Regions from separate parts of the Mus musculus genome. Here regions 1, 2 and 3 are each linked to region 4. Evidence: chromatin contacts called from public HiChIP or PLAC-seq and promoter capture Hi-C data. All regions are on one chromosome and are shown on one strand. The core of a region is the stretch at or near the end of the contact, and the rest is flanking DNA. Distances in the headings are between cores, read along the strand shown. Region 1 overlaps Wasf3 (WAS protein family, member 3). Region 2 holds the start of Wasf3 (WAS protein family, member 3). Region 3 holds the start of 1700041I07Rik (a long non-coding RNA gene). Region 4 holds the start of Zkscan14 (zinc finger with KRAB and SCAN domains 14).

The links. Promoter capture Hi-C pulls out the DNA fragments that hold promoters and counts their contacts. HiChIP or PLAC-seq counts read pairs in DNA pulled down with a chosen protein or histone mark.
Region 1: a contact with region 4 is called in a promoter capture Hi-C map of embryonic stem cells, with 9 times the contacts expected there. The contact joins the enhancer-like site here to the promoter of Zkscan14 in region 4. A contact is called at or near these places in 7 of 39 promoter capture datasets (cranial neural crest, embryonic stem cells, frontonasal cranial neural crest and 2 more), 4 of 115 datasets of contacts at active chromatin or transcription factors (astrocytes and embryonic stem cells) and 1 of 9 other capture datasets (embryonic stem cells).
Region 2: an H3K27ac HiChIP or PLAC-seq map of embryonic stem cells shows a contact between it and region 4, with 7 times the contacts expected there. The contact joins the promoter of Wasf3 here to the promoter of Zkscan14 in region 4. A contact is called at or near these places in 7 of 39 promoter capture datasets (cranial neural crest, embryonic stem cells, frontonasal cranial neural crest and 3 more), 1 of 484 Hi-C or Micro-C datasets (embryonic stem cells) and 3 of 115 datasets of contacts at active chromatin or transcription factors (astrocytes and embryonic stem cells).
Region 3: an H3K4me3 HiChIP or PLAC-seq map of embryonic forebrain shows a contact between it and region 4, with 8 times the contacts expected there. The contact joins the promoter of 1700041I07Rik here to the promoter of Zkscan14 in region 4. A contact is called at or near these places in 4 of 39 promoter capture datasets (cranial neural crest, embryonic stem cells, frontonasal cranial neural crest and 1 more) and 2 of 115 datasets of contacts at active chromatin or transcription factors (embryonic forebrain and large pre-B cells).

Annotation. Positions count from the first base shown.
Region 1 is chr5:146,403,157-146,406,223 of GRCm38.p6, reverse strand. All of the region lies in intron 1 of Wasf3 (WAS protein family, member 3), which reads right to left. Among named protein-coding and RNA genes, the nearest start is that of Wasf3, 20 kb to the right of the region's middle. Within about 2 kb of position 1,508, at least 5 of the 459 cell types and tissues checked have an H3K27ac peak or open chromatin away from gene starts, as enhancers often do. A contact at or near this core is called in embryonic stem cells, where this site is marked.
Region 2 is chr5:146,383,516-146,386,665 of GRCm38.p6, reverse strand. It overlaps Wasf3 (WAS protein family, member 3), which reads right to left and starts at 1,660. Exons shown (of 10, transcript NM_145155.3): 1 at 1,328-1,660.
Region 3 is chr5:146,794,467-146,797,418 of GRCm38.p6, reverse strand. It overlaps 1700041I07Rik (a long non-coding RNA gene), which reads right to left and starts at 1,594. Exons shown (of 2, transcript XR_377208.4): 1 at 1,297-1,594. Usp12 (ubiquitin specific peptidase 12) reads left to right here and starts at 2,463. Exons shown (of 9, transcript NM_011669.3): 1 at 2,463-2,804. The coding sequence starts at 2,757.
Region 4 is chr5:145,200,255-145,203,164 of GRCm38.p6, reverse strand. It overlaps Zkscan14 (zinc finger with KRAB and SCAN domains 14), which reads left to right and starts at 1,283. Exons shown (of 3, transcript NM_023322.2): 1 at 1,283-1,885. The coding sequence starts at 1,490.

The sequences.
Region 1 (3,067 bases), core at 259-2,758, 1.2 Mb before region 4:
ACTGAGTGAAAACAAGCCAATCATAAGACTAACAAAATGTAAAAAAACATTTCACTAAAGAATATATATATATATATATATATATATATATGTGGATGGCAAATGAACAGCTTTAATGACAGTGACCATGACTAGCCACAGGAAAGTGCAAAAACCAAAATGAGATTAACATTATACATACGATGGAACATTTGCAATAAAACATTGACAACAATACGTGCTGATGAGAATCCAAAAACAATGGACTACTCACTCTTCTGGCGTGAGTGGAAACAGCACAGTCAGCCTAGGAAATAATTCAGTCAGGTCACACAAAACCAAATATCTACTTACTGCTCACAGGCTTAGCGATCATGCCCAAGGGTGTTCATCCCAGGGAAACAAATATTTGTAATTACACAAAAACCTTATGTGAAGGTTGGTTTCAGCTTTACTGCTAATACCAAAAGGCTATTTGGATGAACAGTTAGACAGGCCATATAATGAAATACATACTAGCCAGCAATTATATATATATATATATATATATATATATATATATACACACACACAAAATGGATATAACCACCTCAAGAGACCTGAAGGGTGTTTTGTTTCATGTTAAAGAGAACATGAAACATATTTGAGACTGGAGAGATGGCTCAGCAGCTAATATATTATACAAATTATGAAGGATGTCATCCTTGGAGAGCCTTGGCAAAAACTAGATGGAAGAGTATAAATACGAGGAGGGGGCAATTTTCTGTGAGAATATAATTATTGTAAAATAAAAGTGTTGTTGTTGTTGTTGTTTAGAAGAAGGCAAAATAAGACATTTTCTGGTCAACCAAAACTGAGCAGACCCACAGTACAAATGAAAACCCTGGGCATCTGCCGAGGAAGGAAGCCACAGGCAAGTCAGGATCTCAGAGCACCGCGAGTTCCCGTCACCAGTTCAATGAACACTGCTAGACAGCTCCTCCCCAGGGGTCTCCATGGTAGCGGAATCTCGGATAGGGACAGTCAGTCAAGGCATCTGGGCCACGCTCTGCACGACCATCACCAAAGGCTCAGTGAAGGATTCATGGTGGGCTGGGCGTGCAGAATGGAATCTGAGATGAATGTCATCAATAGTGAACGACAGTGTCAGGTGCAGAACCATGAATGTATAAAGAAGACAGGCGAGGGAGGGGCAAAGGGCTCCAGACACCCAGGAGGGAAGAGAGCAACATGTGGTTGCTGAGATTTGAACTCAGGACCTTTGGAAGAGCAGTCAGTGCTCTTAACCTCTGAGCCATCTCTCCAGCCCATAGGACTCAGATTTCAATGCAGTCTCCCCTGGAATGTTCTTCCCTAACCCGCATCCCACTTCCTTCATGGCACTGCTTAAACACTACCTGCTCTGACACCCCCCCACCCCATCCCCACCCCACCCCGTCCCCACTTCCACACCCCCCACACACACACACACCGCAATGAAAACTGTCTCAGGAGAATGTCCCTCTTCCTCTGTTGCCACCTGTGAGCTTCCTCTCTGCAGTGCCTCCTCTGCCTGGTTCTCCCATGAGACTTCCCCCTCTGACTGCTGAGCAGGGTGGGATGGGGCGGGAACTTGTTAATATGTTGCTCAGTCACATGTCTCCAGTGCTCACTAACTAGTTGCTTAAAAATAAAAGTGGAAAACATATCTGGCATTTCATTCTATTTTCTAGGAACCTAGAGACCTGCCTTAAAAGAGCAAAACTAGCCCTCATCTCTGCAGGTTTGTCTCTGCAGATCCTACAGTGGCTGCTCAGACATATGCAGAGGGAAAGCCACACTCTACTGAGCATACACTGACAAGCATACACTGACAAGCCAGTCTAACGAATCATTAAGGTAATCCTCTTTATTCTTACCATTCAGCAACACCCCAAAGAGCAAGACATCTCACAAATGCATCTGCTGTAGATGCCACAGCAAGCCAGATCTTTCCACCATAGTAGGAGATTGTCCATACAAGTCACTTTCTGCAGCGCACAGTGGTCCCTTTCTTCTGAGTGCTATTTGTGGTGAAATTTGACACTTATCAATCAAGACATTTCCCAACAGAACACCAGGTCAGGGACCACCACGTGGTGGTTTAAATAAGAATGCCCCCCATCAGCTCCTGGTTCCCAGCTGGTGGTACTCTTTGGGGAGGTTTAAAAGAGTGGCCTTGCTGGAGGAAGTATGTCACTGAGCAGGAGAGGGGCTCTGGTTTGCCCTCCCTTGTTTCAAAGCTGGGAGTTGTCAATCCTGAGATTAACCATGATTAGCACTGAAGACCCCAGCAGAACAAATAAGCTATATCCATGCTGCTTTTCCAAACCTGAATCAGTATAGCTCACCCATCTAGTCACAAAGCAAAAAGAAACCAAGTAACCGTCTACCTAACAGGCTATGTCTGTTGTGCCCACAAGTCCGGCACTCCGTGGGGCGGGAGGAGCAGGAAGCTAGCAGTTTCAGGGCAACCTGGACTACAAGACACACTATCTAAACTAACGAACGAACAAACGAACGAAAGAAAGAAAGAAAGAAAGAAAGAGGAAAGAAAGAGAGAGAGAGAGAGAGAGAAAGAAAGAAAGAAAAAAAGAAAGAAAAGGGAAGAAAGAAAGAGAGAGAGAAAGAAAGAAAGAAAGAAAGAAAGAAAGAAAGAAAAGGGAAGAAAGGAAGAAAGAAGAAAAGAAAAGAGAAAAGAAAAGAGAAGAGAAAAAGTCAATACCTGTTGCACATGGTGGTATATACCTTTAATCCCAACATTCAAGAGGCAAACCTCTGTGGATTCCAGTCAGGACTTCTAAATGAGACCCTGTCTCAATAACTAATTAATTAAATTAAATATACACCAACTGATTATTTGGAAAATAGATATTCCAAATAATCCAAGATATTCCAAGAAATAGTCCAGCCTCATGCAATATAAGGAAATGGAAGCCAGAGGCACACAGTACAATACAATGGGCAAATTTGGCTTTATTTTGCTGTAACACATGCTCTGATCAATAAAAACATACAATAGCATCAAGAGCCCCTCCTTCAGCAGCTCACTCCTACTTAGGCAAATAAA
Region 2 (3,150 bases), core at 411-2,910, 1.2 Mb before region 4:
TCTGTGAAAACTCTAAAATATGTCTACACAGACACACTGATGATGGATAGGGGTGGGAGGTCAACTGGCACAATCACCTAGCAAAGTGTGTTCCAGCTTTATTTTCAATTTTTGAAATTACTAGCATCCATCAATGGCAATAAGACTATAAAATATAAGCAAACAGATCCAGCAATGCAAGAAAGCAGTGTCACTGTGCAGATGTAACATTTACAGGCAGATCTAGAGCAAGGTTCTGTTTGGTATACGGGTCCAAGCGGTAAGTCGCCTTTGCAATCCAGTGAGCTTTGAACATCTAAAACAGCACAACTTTCTTAAAATCAACTCAGCGGAGCTTTTAAATTCAGGAAACTGAGCGCTACAAGACAGCTATCCGAACCCTGGGAGAAGGAAGCAGAGAAGACATGATCTTTAACTGCCTTTGGGAAAGGTCAAACCAGCTCGCTCCGGTTTAACCTCTCAAGCAGATGAAAGGACGGACTGAAAAGAGCCACTGCCTGCATTGTCTCGCTGCTTGAATAGGAAAGTTTGGTAAAGCATACACAAAAACAGTCCGTGCCCAGGAGAATTTGCCCTAGACGAGACAGCGAAACAAGTCAAGTACTCTGAACTCGGTTTGCTGTAGAGTCGCAGGTATTTTCGCAGTTTTAGACAAGCCAAACTTTCAAAATGGAAAACATTTCAAATAGTCGGCCTCCCTCCCTTACAAAAACGTGCGTTCAGAATCTTAAAAGTCAAAATGTCATACCCCATTAGGCATTTGAATTTAAGAGCTTCGATGCGAAATAAAAAGGACCCTTTCTAACCTTCGGCTTTTGAAAACTCAAAAAAAAAAAAAATTACTGCTAGGAGATAATCACCATATCAAAACCAGTCCCTAAATGATTTTTAAAAATTCCTATTCCTCTAAACATCAGCCAAGAAGATGACCGGCTACCTTTAACCCCAGGCCTATCCCATAGTTTCTCAATAATTAAGAACTCTGCTCTCCACTGCAGAGAGGCCAAACCAAGAGGGAAAACCGGCATTTGCTGGGAAGTACCAAAGCCAGAGGGGGGAAAGATGAGCTGTCCGGGAGGCTGCGCCATGGACCAGGCCGGGAGCAGCCGGAGCCTCGGTGCACGCGGCCCGCAGGACCCCAGCGCAGGCCAGGCCGCACGCGGGACGGGAGCAATCGGGATGAAGGATGCGCAAGGAGGATGCGGCGCCACCTGCGGCCGGGAGGGACCAGGGCAGGTCGGCAGCCCGAGCGCGGCACCCCCGGAATCCCGCCCCGCGTCCCCCGGAGGTCGGCCCGGAGCCTGGGAAGGACCACAGCCGCACTCACCGCGCCGCGCTCCCGGCTTCATCGTCCTGCCGCCCGCACCGCAGCGCGCAGCGGCGACAGACGCGGCCCCCGGCCCGGCACCGCGCGGCCACGCCCCCTTCACGGCCAGGGGGCTGGATTGGCGAGCTCTGCGGCCAATGGAGAGCCAACGGGAGAGGGCAGCGTAGGCGCTGCGGGGGCGGGGCGTTGCGGAGAAGGCGGCGCATCCTCAGGCCTCCTCCTCCAAGGTGGGTAACCAAGGGGCCTGGGTACCTCCTCTATCTGCAGACCCCTCGGATCCCCACCTGTAGCTTACCCTTCACCTGGATCTTGAGGCCCCTGGTAACACAGGGCTGTCTACCTACCTGTATGTCCTCGGACACGGTGCAGGGCTGGGGATTCACCCAAGCCTGATAGGATTATAGCCCTGTCATCAGTTGGCATTAACCCCTGGAGGTTCAAAAACCCTCCATCTTTTTCATGTTCAGATTCCTCTTCCCTTGGTCTTCACCGTCTCCAAATCCTATTCTCCCCACCTACGAGACACACAGCCTATTAAATAGGGTAGTCTTGAACCACCAACTTATCCTGGTCTCCGGTAGTGCGGGATAACTGAGGCAAAAATAAACAAGACCAGGAGAAAGTGGGGGTTGCGGGGGGGGGGGGGGAGAAGATAGCGTGTTCTCCTAAGTTCCAAAGGAAATGAGCTTTACTGCATCAAAACACGAATGTTACACATGTCCTCTGTCTTTATTTACAAATCGAATCACAAAATAGAAAGCTATATTTAAAAAGCTCAAGAAAACTGATTCGGGTGGTCTTTAAGACGTGATAAACAAGCCAGTAGTAAATGCCTAACAGTTGGTAGACATTTTAGCAGAGTTCACACTGACACAAAGATAGCAGAAAAAAACACGCACCGTTCACAAAATCTGCACTGCTTTCAAGGGATTTTTAGAGCTCTATCCTCGCTTTCCATATCATAGCAATTTGGAATATACAGGTAAACAAGACGTCAGCTCTCCAGTATTATAAACACTGACACGGGGATATATTTATGCCCAGCCCAAAGACAACTTGACATTCAAATTACAACTGCCTCTCCTCCTTTTCGTCTGCTCTTACCCAGGGAAGCAGCTACCATACGTATTTACGTACATTCAGGTCATTGATGGAGGACACAAAAATCTGAAGATACAGGAGTATCCAGACTGCCTTTCTTGTGGTTGCTAGTCACATTTACTGAGTCCTCTCACTTCAGTCCCCCTTGCCTTACCTGAGCTGCCTCTAGACTTACTTAACTCTGAACATGCCGTGACCCTTAATGGTGCGGCTCTGGAGTGTTGACACTTGCTGCATCGGGTCACTTCCTTTTAGATCCCAGTTCCCTGACAAACTCAGTTTATTCTCTGCTTATGTCCAGTGAGATACCTTGTACTGTGTCAAACAGAGTATGTAGTACATATAACTTACTGTTGGTGTCTTTGTTAGGGTGTCATCGCTGTGAAGAGACGCCACGACCAAGGCAACTCTTATAAAAGCAAATGTTTAACTGGGGCTGGATGGCTGTGTCAGAGGTCTAGTCCGTTATCATCATGGCAGGAAGCATGGCAGCATCCCGGCAGACGTGGTGCTAGAAAGGAAGCTGAGAGTTCTACATCTTGATCTGAAGGCAGCCAGGATGAGACTCTGTCTTCTGCAGGCAGCCAGGAGGAGCTCTCTTCAGCCCTGGGTGGAGCTTAAGCATAGGACCTCAAACCCACCCCCACAGCGAGGAGATGCACCTCCTCTAACAAGGCCACACCTCCTAACAGTGCCATTTCCCATGGCCAAGCATATTCAAA
Region 3 (2,952 bases), core at 345-2,844, 1.6 Mb before region 4:
AGCCTAAATTAGGTCCTGGGTTCCATTCCTGTGGCGAGTTGAATATGCTTGGCCTATGGTAAGTGGCACTATGAGGAGGTGTGGCCTTCTTGGAGGTGGTGTGGCCCTGTGTAGGCGGGTTTTGAGGTCTCCTAGTGCTCAAGCTCCACCCAGTGTGGAGATTTCCCTCCAGGCTGTCTTCAGATGAAGATATAGAACTCTCAGCTCCTTCTCCAGCACCATGTCTGCTTGCATGCTGCCATGCTTTTTATCATGATGACAATGGACTGAACCTCTGAAAGTATAAGCCAGGCCCAATTAAATGTTGTCCTTTATAAGAATGTTGCCTTGGTCATGGTGTCTCTTCAGAGCAATGGAAACCCTAAGACAATTTCCAACATAGACTTGAGTTAGAACTATGGCTATTTTGATTGACATCTACTATCTGAACAGCTAGACCACATTATTAATGCAACCAAAGAGGTTGACTCATTGGGAGAGGTAGGGAGAGACGTCAGATTTCAGGGACAGAGCCTGTGCTGTGTGTGTATAGACCCAGGCCCTGCACTCACTAGGGGTGCAATGATGAATGCTATACTTCTTCAATTAGAAAACAAGCCTGGCATGATGGATCTCTGGGGTTATTGGAAGGTTTACGCTTAGAGCATTCAAAGGGTTCCCAGCATCCATCTGGTCTCACAACCTTCTACAACTCCAGTTCCAGGAGGATCTGATGCCTTCTTCTGGCCTCCGCGGACACTGTACGCATGTGAGCAAGCAAAACACCCATACACATAAAGTAAAAATAATAAAGCTTAAAAATGAAACCTTATCCAGCAGACTACCTAGCCTATGACAGGAATTCTGAGGCGGCACACTGACAGCTGGAGGGTTTTATTTGCTCAACATTTTAATTAATTACTCATTGGCTTTTGCTAATTTCTTTTTGACAATTTCATACATGTGCTGTTTATTCTCTTTTATTTATTTTTGAGGCCAGGTCTCCCTGCATAGATCTGGCTGATCTGTAGATTTGCTATTTAGTCCAGGCTGCCCTTGAACTCACAGAGACTCACCTTTCTCTGTTTCCTATGCTGGGATTGTAGGTGCATGTCACAATTCCCTGTGACTGGCTTTTCATTCATTTATTTTTTTGGGGACAAGGACTCAAGTGATCCAGGCTGGTCTTGAACTCATTAAATAGCTGAGGATGACCTTACCATAGTAGGATTAGCACTTCAGCTGAGGATATGAAACCTCAGAACACCTACACAAACACTTCGCCAACTAAGCCATATGTCCAGCTCCCATCCTTACCTTTAAAATATAGATGTTGTACGACCATGCTCTATGCTTGTGGAGTCTAGAGTGGCGAGCAACGCGACAAACATTGCATAGATCTGAACTGGTGTAAACCAGAGTCCAAGCCCCTGCCGTGGTATCTACAGAAAAGCGGGAGGCCTAGCCACTACGAAGGTAGATACCTGGAGAATAAGCAGCTGCCAGAATACTTAGCTGTATTCAGTGGGTGTTCCCCTCCCCCAACGCTTACAATGGAATTGCTATGGAAACAGTATTCATGTACCAGAAATCTGTTTCTCGACTAAATTTTGTTCAAATTCTCGGTCTTTTGAATGCTTTGGACTATGAAGTGAGGCTTATCAGATTTTAGAGCTTTCGTCGGAATTTAGGCCCCAAGTTCCACAGACCCGGTGTGGTGGGGAGTTGGGTGGAAGGCAGAAAAGGTCCTACCCTCAGATCACCAATCAAAACAAATCACAGGCTTTTTAAAGTAGTAATTTATGAAGTTTTATGAATTTTCTGCCGGTAGAAAATAGGAAGCGTTCATCCACTAGCTAACACGGTCTATGTGCTCCTCACACATTGGCTTCGGCTTCTTACTTGGGACATACCACCCTGTTACAAATTCCAAGTTGGTATCCCACTGTTTTTCAGGATTGGCTCCCCTTCCTCTTCTCCCCCACTACTGCTAATTCATAGAGTTAAATCTTGTCTTTTTATCTAATTAGCCTTTTCTTAGGGAATTAGGCCCAGATGATTCACCCCAGAAAAACATCCAAGTGCTTGGGACTCTGGCGGGGTTGCCTTCCAACCCATCCAGTTTCCCAGATATGGTCTCCGTCTTCTGTTTCAACTGACTGTCAGTCGCTCTAAAGGCTGCTTGATGTCACAGACGCCGCAGAGCAAAGGCTCGATCCCCTAAAGACCCGCTCTTGCAAGCTAAGGTAGGTGCTTCACGTCGGCGCTAGGACCCATCTGCAGGAGGAACGCGGCACGGGTCTCGCCCCGCCCCAACGCGCACTGGGTGGAGCCGTCCTCCCCAAGCTCGCCCCCCCCCCGTGGGAGGGCGGGGCACCATGGGCGTGGCACAGCTGCGGTGGGCGTGGCGGCGCCGGAGGCGGGCGGGGCGGAAGGACGCTGCCCGGTCGTCGGGGCGGTAGGGCCTGCGCGGAGCTCTCTCCCCAGCGCGCTGGGCGGGGTGTGCTGTGAGCGGCTTCCCGGGCAGGCGCGGGCCCTGAGGCGGCGGCTGCGCCGTGCGCCGGGGCGGAGCCGGGGGCGGGCGGGCGGCCGGCGGGCGGGGGCTGGGCCGGAGGAAGCCTGAGCGCCCGCGGCGACGACGGCAGCGGCGGCCCAGCAGGCTAGAAGCGTGGGTCGGCGGCGGCTCCGGGTGCGGCCGCGGGCTGCGGAGCGAGCGGGCGGCCCGGCTCCCCGCGTCCCCCGCCCGCCGCGACTGTCTGGAAGATGGCGCCGGGCGGATGGAAATCCTAATGACAGTCTCCAAATTCGCCTCCATCTGTACCATGGTAGGTGCGGCGGCAGCGCGGCCCGGGGGGCCGGTCCCCGCCTTCGAGGCGCCGCCCGCGGGCCTGGTCGTGTGCGGGCGGACCGGGCGCGGGGCCGAGTGGCCGCGGGGAAGGCGTGCTGGACACGGCAGGCGGGGCCGGGACACTG
Region 4 (2,910 bases), core at 34-2,533:
AGACCTAGTTACAGAACTAAGGTCACAACACTGGGGGCGGAGGGAAGGGCATCTCTCAAATCCACGACTGAAGCAAACTGTATTTTGAGGTGTACCCGGGACTGTCTAGCGGGCCATCTCACTCTAAATCACTCCTGTGGTTCACAACCTTCAGTAATTCTAGTTCTAGGGTATCCGATGCCCTCTTTCTGGCCTCTGGCTGGCCCGGAACTCTCGTAGGCCAGGCTTCCCTAGAACTCACAGAGACCCGCCTGCCTCTACCTTCTGAGTTCTGAAATTAAAGGTGTGTGCCACTAATGCACTTCAAATTATTTGTTTGTTTTTTCAGGCAGGGTTTCTCTATGTAACCCTGGCTACCCTAGAATTTCTCTCTAGACCAGGCTGGCCTCAAACTGAGAGATTTTCCTGCCTCTGCCTCCTGAGTGATGGAGTTTTTTGTTTTTTAACGTGTACAGTGTCTTGCCTGAATTATATCTATGCATCACAAGTGTGCCTACTGGCCACAGGATGCCAGAAGAGGGCAGTCAGATCTCTTGGGATTAGAGTAAGTGTGCTTGTTCCTGTGGTGTCAGAACTAAACTCTGGTTCTCTGGGGTGTTTTTGGTTTTGGTTTAACGTGATTTATTTATTTTACCTGTCTGTTGTGGCACAAGGTTTTAAATCCAGAACTGGGGAGGCAGAGGCAGGCAGATCTCTGTGAGTTCGAGGCCAGTCTAGTTCCCAGAGCTAGTTTCCATAGCCGGGACTATACAAAAAAACCCTGTCTCAAAGAGTCAAAAACAATTTTTAAGTAATTAAAAGAAAAATATACATGTGTATATAGATAGATAGATGTAGATATAGATATAGTTTTACTTTATTTATGGCTGTTTGACCTGCACCATGTTGTGGGAGCCAGTAATTAAACCTAGATCCTCTAAAAGAGCAGCCTGTGTCTTTAACCGCTGAACCATCTCACCAATCCATCTTTTTTTTAAAATTTATTTATTTATATTTATTTTTTTCAAGACAATTTTTTTCTCTGTGTAGGACCCCCTATCTATCTAATCCATCCATCCATCCATCCATCCATCCATCCATCCATCCATCCATCCATCCATCCATCCATCCATCCATCCATCCATCCATCCATCCAATCTGTCATGACTGTCATGACGTGGCCTGCGGCCCCTTTAGTAAAATAAGAAAGGCGAACCATAGAGATGCATCTTAGTCCTCCAGGGCGCTTAGAAAGACCTTACGCAGGCGAGGCCTCTTCCCAGAGGCGGGGTTAATTACGCACTTCCGCTTCGGTTTGTTTTTCTGTCACCTGCCGAAATGAGAACTGAGAAGACCGGGTTCGCGTGTGTGCTGTGTCCGTAGTGGCCTTTTCTGGGCCTCGTTTTTGGAAGAGGGTAGCACTCCGCCTCGGTTTCAGAAAAGGTCCGTGAAGTCATTGGGCTTTGCTCTTCTAGAAAACAAGCTCGACCTGGACGGTCCAGAGGCTCCAATGGCTGCAGGCTCTGGGGTCGTCCCGCCACCTCTCGGTGCTGGGCTTTGTACGGTGAAGGTGGAGGAGGACTCTCCGGGGAATCAGGAGTCCTCCGGTTCCGGAGATTGGCAGAACCCCGAAACTTCTCGAAAACAATTCAGGCAGTTGCGCTACCAGGAAGTGGCCGGCCCTGAGGAGGCGCTGAGCCGACTTTGGGAGCTCTGTCGGAGGTGGCTGAGGCCCGAGCTGCTCTCCAAGGAGCAGATCATGGAGCTGTTGGTGCTGGAGCAATTCCTCACCATCCTGCCCCAGGAGCTCCAGGCCTACGTGCGGGACCACAGCCCTGAAAGTGGGGAGGAGGCTGCGGCCTTGGCGCGGACTCTGCAAAGAGCACTGGATCGGGCCTCTCCGCAGGTGAGACTCGAGTGGACTCTGCATGGCACCAGAGAGATGGCTTAGTGTTTAAGACCCTGAGCTGCTCTTCCAGAGAATGAACTCAGTTCCCAGGACCCCATATAGAGGGGGCTCACAACCATCTGTAGCTCTAGCTTCAAGTGATCTGATGCCATGTTCTAGGCATCTGCATTAACGTGCCCGCGTGCCCAGTCGTGATGATTCAGAGAATACAGCCTGGTTGTCTACACACACACACTTTGAATGAGAATGGCCCCTATATTTGAATATGTTAGGTCCATGAGAAGGCACCTTGGAAAAAATAAATACTCTTGATACTTATTACTGGTTTTGAGATACAGTTTGATTTTTTTTTTTCTTAAAGGTAGAGTCTCACTGTGTGTCCCTATCTGACTTGAACTCATTATATATTATACCAGACTGACCTTTAACTCACAGAGATCCACTTTTACTGTACCTCCAAAGTTCAGGGATTAAAGGTGTGGACCATCATTCCTAGCTTAATTGAAACAGAGCTCGCGTGTGCCTTTTAGAATACAATCTACAATCATTGTCAGTGTAAAAAGTCTAGTTTCTTTTTATTTTTGTTTCCTGTGTGTGACTATGTGTATGAGTGTATGCCACACGTGTAGGGGTGATCAAGGAGCACAGAACAAGGTAGTAGACCCCTGGAACTGGAATCACGTGCTGTTGTATGTTGCCTAATGTGGGTACTGGGCACGTAACACAGGTCAGTCTTCTAGAGAAACAGGAAGCACTCTTCTGATTCATCTCTCCTGCTCGTGAAAAGCTAATCTCAAAATATTCTTTAGATCCTCCCCACAAAATGCCATTTTATACTTTAGCTATGTTTTTCCATCTCAGCACGAGGGACATTTGGGTGAATGCTTAGTTGTTAGGGGCAGACATTCAAGCACTTCAGATTTTGGGATCTTGGGTTTCGAAAATGCTGGAGCACCGATTTCATTCCTGACTGAACTGTGAGATACTCTGAAATTGTGAACAGTACATACGGCTCACTGTGA